Regions from separate parts of the Mus musculus genome. Here region 1 is linked to region 2. Evidence: chromatin contacts called from public promoter capture Hi-C data. All regions are on one chromosome and are shown on one strand. Each heading gives the region's core, a stretch centred on a gene start, on an enhancer-like site or on the middle of the called end of the contact. The rest is flanking DNA. Distances are from core to core; before and after follow the strand shown.

What was found. Promoter capture Hi-C pulls out the DNA fragments that hold promoters and counts their contacts.
Region 1: a promoter capture Hi-C map of liver shows a contact between it and region 2, with 6 times the contacts expected there. The contact joins the promoter of Pdk4 here to the promoter of Samd9l in region 2. A contact is called at or near these places in 3 of 39 promoter capture datasets (cranial neural crest, hippocampal neurons and liver).

What each region holds. Positions count from the first base shown.
Region 1 is chr6:5,494,619-5,498,179 of GRCm38.p6, forward strand. Pdk4 (pyruvate dehydrogenase kinase, isoenzyme 4) reads right to left here and starts at 1,660. Exons shown (of 11, transcript NM_013743.2): 1 at 1,415-1,660; 2 at 272-413. The coding sequence starts at 1,544.
Region 2 is chr6:3,397,829-3,401,396 of GRCm38.p6, forward strand. Samd9l (sterile alpha motif domain containing 9-like) reads right to left here and starts at 1,743. Exons shown (of 2, transcript NM_010156.3): 1 at 1,440-1,743.

The DNA.
Region 1 (3,561 bases), core at 410-2,909, 2.1 Mb after region 2:
AAAAGGAAAAGAAAAGCAAAAACAGAAGCCACACACCTCCAAAGTGAAGGGGAACGATTTTTTTCTTTTTTAGGATATTAACAAACATCTATTTGTAGATTTATAACAATCCTAATGATAACCTGCCCTAAGTTAATACAAACTTACTTACAACTTTCAAAACTATTTTCTCTTAAGACCGCCTGTTATCCAAGCACGCTGTTAATATGGTCTAAGAAGTGGTGCTCAGGTAACTTTTAAAGCCAGAGACTTCAAAACCGTGTGTCCTCACCAGCTCTTCACCAGCTGCACCGAAGGAGTGTTCACTAAGCGGTCAGGCAGGATGTCAATCTCCTTCAGGATATTGGCCAGGCGGACGGGCAGCTCTTGCCGCAGAAAAGCAAAGGACGTTCTTTCACAGGCATTTTCTGAACCTGTAGTGGGTGAAGCGTGTTCAGTTTGGGGGAAAATTTGAGACTAAATAGCAAATACAAAGGATGTTGTAAAATAATATCTTAACTACAGTTAGCTTAGTGCTTATAGACACTTTAAAGCTAGATCTTTAGTGCCTTTTTCTTTCTGTCCAATTTCACCCCCTTTTCACTTTTTAAGAGTGACCAATATAGGTGAAATACTGTTTATTTTCTTTATGAAAAGAAAAAAATAAGCCCACGGTGGAGAAATCAGACCACTCTCCAGTTATTTCTATGCGTGAGTCCAGGGCCTGTACCACAAACTCAATAACACACCCTTAATGAGTATGAACCTGAAAGGGTCTGGGTAGAAGGAGACAGAGGCCTTTCCAGACTAGCAACAAACAATACCACATTGACATCTTGAAATGTTCCATATGCCACCGCGGAAGAAAAGGAGTAACTGTCTTTTTTTTTTTTTTTTTGTAGTAGTAGTAGTAATGTAAATACTTGTAAAACAATAAAGGAGAAATAGTAAAGATGCCTGCTAGGCATGCCAAGAGATCAGCGGGGTGTGTGTGGAGGCGGGGAGTATGAGTTTAAATCTGTATCTATCAATCTAAGGTAAGTTTGTGTTATTAGGAAATTGGGAAGAAAGGAGTTAGTTTAGCTTCTAGTCCATTATTAAAATGGTGGCTGAAAGGATATATATATATATATATATATATATATATATATATATATATATATATATATATACACACTCAAATGATCTAGACAGTGAGAAGAGAAAAGTAGATTCGAAGTTGAGCATCAGTATGGTTACAAGTGACTTAGCCTTTCTGGTACAAACTGTCAGAAAGTAACCAAACTAGGAAAACAGGTGCACAGCCTTTTGAGAATCCCGAGTTCTTCGGTCAAAGAGACCTCAGTCGTCCTAGCCCTGAACTCAGCCCTTCCCATCCTGGGGCCTCCCCAGCCTCAGCGCCACCCTCCTGGGCCCTGCGTCGCCCGCCTCTCACCAAAGTCCAGCAGCTGCTTCATGGACAGCGGGGACGGGCTGTAGCGGGAGAACAGCTCGACCTCCCTGGGGACCAGGCTGGCGCTGCTCAGCGAGCTGGCGCTGCGCATCACGAAGCGGGCTGCCTTCATCCTGACGCCCACCTAGGCTGGCGGTGGTTAGGATCCGTAGGGTTGGCGAGGGCTGCGGGTCAGGAGCGCGGTCGAGAGGGAGCAAGTGCGTTGTGGTCCCAGGGTCCCGGGTGCTCGAGCCTGGGTGAAGGGTTGACACTTGGGTCTTCCCACCACCCGATGTCTTGCCTTTTATCTACCTCCACGCCCTCTCCACAACTCCAGCCAGGAGGAGGCTCTGGGACTCTGAACTTGGGGCCACACCAATCAGCTCAGAGAAAGAACTTTGGGCTCCTCCCTTTGGCCGCGGTCACTAGAAAGGCCTGGCACAGTGATCCCGACACGGTTTCCATGGCCTGCAAGGGGCAAAGGGTGAGAGGGAGGAGGGTTGGGGTGGGATAGGGGGAGCAGCCACAGCAGGCATCCGGGATGACGTGGGCCCCCTTGGGATAGATCCCAGGTCGCTAGGACTTCAGGCCCGCCCAGACTTGTCCTTGTTTACAACTCCAGAGCCATCTCAATGTCACGCATTCCTAGCCAGAAACTGTTTCCAAGAATCTCACCGCGGAGCGTGCATTGGTGTTCGCTCAGAGCGGGACTTTTACAGTAGCCAATCATCTGCTTACTAAAGTATGGGCTTCTTTGCCATTGGACCTCGAAAGCAAGGACCACCCTACAGTTTTATCCACTTTCTTCTTAGCGAACAGCTCAAGTTTAGAAACTGCCTAAATAGGCTTATTATTAATGTGGTGGAAAATCCCAGTTCACTTCTCTCCTGTAACACTTTCTACCTGTTAATTAAATGCAAACTAAAGAGCGATTTGCTGAGGGTTTGGCTGGCCCTGTAGTCCCCCTTCCCTGTCATTCCCCTCTTTCTCTAAGGCCTTCTAGTTTGCTCTTGACCGCCCTCCACTCCCCAGTCTGCTCCAAAAGCTCTTTCTTCATTGCGGCTGCCCTCCTTCCAAAAAGCAGCCTTTGTCACTAGCAGGCACCAGTAGCATATTTTAGTTATTTGGGCTCTTTCATTTCCCAGAGGCTCAGTGCATCCTACCCTACTTTGTTACTGCCCAATATTGACCTCCCTAATGACTGCTGTTGAAACATGCTAGCGGGTCATAACACTCTCATCCTAACCTCTCTCGTCCTCCCGTTCACTCTAAATGGACTGTAGAATGAAGCCAGTGTTTAGGGACGCTGTAACGACTTGGTTGCAAATGCAATGTAATGGGAACTACTAATAGTAATAAACTGCAAGGGCAGTTTGTTATCCAAGGCACCCTTAGCCTTCGACCCTTGCATATGAGGAGACTGGGGTGTTATGAAAGTCATAGATGACGGTGGGTGCACTCTTTGCATTTTCCCCCATGAGAGCTCACCCAGTCACAGGACTGATGTCTGATTTCTGCCTCTAGTTCAAACTCTGCCCCAGATTCCAGTGCTCTGCTGTTTAGTGGACTTGTGCAGGCACAGGTCTAGCATCAAAGTTCCTCCTCTTAAACCTACCACCAATACTGGGGGTCTGCCTAATGTTGTGTCCACTTGTGTGACTTGCTTAGAAATAACACGTTGGCTTTCTGTCCATCCCACCACCTCTGTCTAGTGGTCACATATAAGTTCTAGCATTTATGCCTGCCATTGTGTCCAAGCATTTTGCTCAGACCTATGGGGGAAAAAATCCAATGGAGACCTTCAACAGTCACGGTTTTCTGGTAATGAGCATCTGGTGCAGGTTCTTAAAGACACCGAGAAATAACCCAGAGGTGGATGACCAGACATCAGCAACTGACTCTTGAGAGAAAAGAGGAAGAAAAGTGGGCAAAGTAAATGCAATTCATAGCACTGTGGCTCCAGCACTGAAGCTAAAGGAGCTTAGACAGCACCGCTGGCTGCACACAGACACTGCCAGAACCCATAATTCAGGCTTGGAATCACAAAAGCTCAGGGAAGCAAAGAACTGTCCAGGAGATTATAAAAACAAAAACAAAAACAAAAAGAAGCAAGGCTCTCTCTCTCTCTCTCTCTCTCTCTCTCTCGTCAG
Region 2 (3,568 bases), core at 493-2,992:
TGAGCTAAGAAACATATCAGAATATAAGCTTGAGTTCTCATGGCAGGGTTGGAGGCAGAGAGATATGGGCAGAAATACTTGGTTGAGAAACTAAGCAAATACCAAAAAAGGGATGAATTTTCACTCCCAACTTATGAAACTGAACAGGTTTCACTTTTCACAGTGCTCCCTCTAAAACAGTGGTTCTTGACCTCCCTAATGCTGAAACCCTTTAATACAGCACCTCACAGTCTGGTGACCCCCCTCCCCCACCCATAAAATTATTCCCTTGCTACTTCATAACTGTAACTGTGTGACTGTTATGAATTATAAAGTAAATATCTGTGTTTTCTGATGGTCTTAGGCATCCCCTGTCAAGACTCACAGGTTGAGAACTTCTGCTCTAATGCCTATGTTCAGACTTAAAAGCTCTTCCTTGAATCAATCCCCTAAACCCACAGAAGAGGCCACTTTGGAGACTGTATAAGCCACTGTATTAATGGTTTCTTCAGGCTATCCGTGCTTCTAAAAGGCTTGCACAAACCTTAAAATGTGCTGCAGAATCACACATATATAAAAATCCCTTAGGAAAAGAAAACCAGAGGAAGGCTAATTAGAACTAAAAATAAGTGGGGTGTGTGTGTGACTGTGTGTGCATGTATTTTAGAGTGTTCCCAGAATTGCTCATGAGCTTATATAGTATAAAGAAGAGATAGAATTTATATGACTGAACATACACACACACACATATACACACACATACACACACACATACACACACACATACACATACACACACACACACACACAGGCACACACATACACGCACACACAGACACACACACACACACACACACACACACACAGGAGAATTGTAGGACTTGTCAGTTTTTCTCAGAGAGGTTAAAGAACTTCAATAACATTGTTCCCCTAGGCCCTTGAATGACATTTGGGGGGAAATATCAGATCTCAGCCCCTGATTCTTACCAGGCACATAAAACTGCCATGATTCCAAAACTTTCTGGCAGAAGCTCTGTGAACATTCTGTTTTTGCCTCCAACATATAGACTTGACATTAAAGTCCAACACACTATGGAGGATGTAATTTTCTAGACTGCCTGTTCCTTACAGTGACTGGAGGACTATGTTTTGCACTAATAGAACATTAAAGTGCTTTTTTTTTTTCTTGTTGAAGATGCTGCTTTTCTTTAAGGGCTATTAATAGAACTGTGCCTTATTTTCAAAAACATTTTTTTTAATGGAATGTTTATGTTATAGCCACAGTACCATTTACAACAACACACAGACCAGCAATTTTAAGCTCAGAAAATTACCAGCTTTGTTTTAGAATATACTTAAAACATTCTAACCTCAAAGTTTACTTTTCCCTCTTCCATAAACTGTTGCTGTAGACACCAATAGCAACAACAATAATAGGAAAGAAGAAATTTTGTACTTACCCAAATTTTCAAATTTCTTCTACATAAAAAATCGTTTAAAAGGAAAAAAGAAAACAAAACCTGTCCATTTTAGTAAAGAAAATGTCTGGTATCTGTATTCTCTTCCTCCCAAGATGTCCGTGACAAACAACTTCATTTAGTCTTGGTGGTCTTAACCAGTCTGCTTGTCTACCTTAACACCAGCTTAAACTGGCTGAGAGACACCAGGGTGTGGCTAATGCTGGCAAGAGTGTAAGGAAGTAAAAAACCACCTCTGCTTCAGTTTCCAGTTTCGATTCTGATACAGAAAGAGACTTCCTGAAATGCTTTTTTTCTCTTTTTCTGCTCTTTAGTGCCAACTATGCCACCTGCTGGTTTGTTTGGGTAAAACCCAAAGACCTAAAGTCTGAGGATTTTTTTTTACCCATTAATTAATTTATTTACTCACTATACATCCCAATCAATCAAATCCCTCATCCCATTCCCCCCAGTCCCCACAGTTCCTCCACAATTCCACCTCCCCTTCTCTTTTGAAAGGGTGGAATATCTCCCCAACCCCCTCAACATCAAGTCTCTGCAGGGCTAGGTGCATCCTCTCCCACTGAAGCCAGACAAAGCAGCCAGGTTAGGGCAACAGGATCCACAGGCAGAAAAGATTAAAGGACATCTCCCCACCCCACCCCCGCCAGTTGTTTAGTACCCACATGAAGAGCAAGCTGCACAGTCGAGGTATACATAAGTGACCCAAAAAACTCTACAAAAAGAACTCCTACAGCTGATAAACACCTTCAGCAAAGTGACTGCTGGATGCAAAATTAACTAAAAAAAAATCAGTAGTTCACCTTTATACAAATGATAAATGGGCTGAGAAAGAAATCAGGGAAACAACACCCTTCACAATAGACCCAAGTAACATAAAATATCGTGGTGTAATTCTAGCCAAACAAATGAAAGACCCACCTGAGAAGAACTTCAAGTCTTTGAATAAGGAAACTGAAGAACATATCAGAAGATGGAGAGCTTTCCCATGCTCATAGATTGGGCTTGCATAGTAAAAATGGCAATCTTATCAACAGTAATTTACAGATTCAAGGCAAATTATGAGTCTGTTTAACTGATCTCCCTGGGAGTACCAGTTATTTATTTATTTACTATATTTACTATTAGTTTATCATATGTTCTGTTGCTATAACTGAAGACCACAGACTAGGTGATTCATATATTTTTAAATGTGTTTCTTATGGGTTTTGGAATCTAGGAAGTCCCAGGAGAAGGACCTGCACCTCAGGAGCACCTTCCAGCTGCCCGAGATCTCTGCAGAGGGCACAGATAGAGCAACACAGCTTTAGTTAGAAGCAAGCTGGCTCACTTGTGTCTCTCTTCCTCTTCTAATGACACCACTAAGGATATCATGAGGTTGTGTGACCTCATGGTTGCATATAATATTAACACAGGAGACCATTAACATAAGACTCCAGTGATCTTAAAATCCCCATTTAAATACAAGTTTTAAGAAACTACAGATGACAGCAGTTAATGTATGTCAGTTTCAAGGAAAGCTAACATTTTTATTGAAATGACAATACTTCAGAAGATCACTTTGATTTTGCTATTAGTATTTATAAATTTTTATACTGAACAAGCCATTAAAAGAATAGTGCCACAAAAAGTTGTTAAGCATCCCTTGGAGAATTCAAATACCCTATTAATTAAAAAAAAAATCTGTTCCCTCTGAGTAAAAACAACACAAGCCCTGCAGTGGTACTGATGGCTAAGGATATTTTGGGACTTTTTAAAAGTGCCATGCAGGCTGCTGGCATAGAATGTGCTTGATGATCTTATCCAGCTAGTCACTCTATATATTGACATGCCAGGCAAGATCTGTCACTGTGCATGGCTGTCAACTCTTTTCTGACTGAATTTGTGTTCTACTTCACAGAAAGAAATTTATGTCTGGTTTCTAAATTTTGTCAAAAGCCTATGCTGGGGACATCAATTTGTTCCTGTTTTTCTAAATGAACATGTCAAACAGCTTTCTGAATGTTTATATGTACTCATAGACCTGGACCACTTCAAACCTTGGTCAACAAGTGCTTCACATCCATTAATGAAGAGACTCACAACTAGTTAAAGTGCTGAGAGTAATTGAC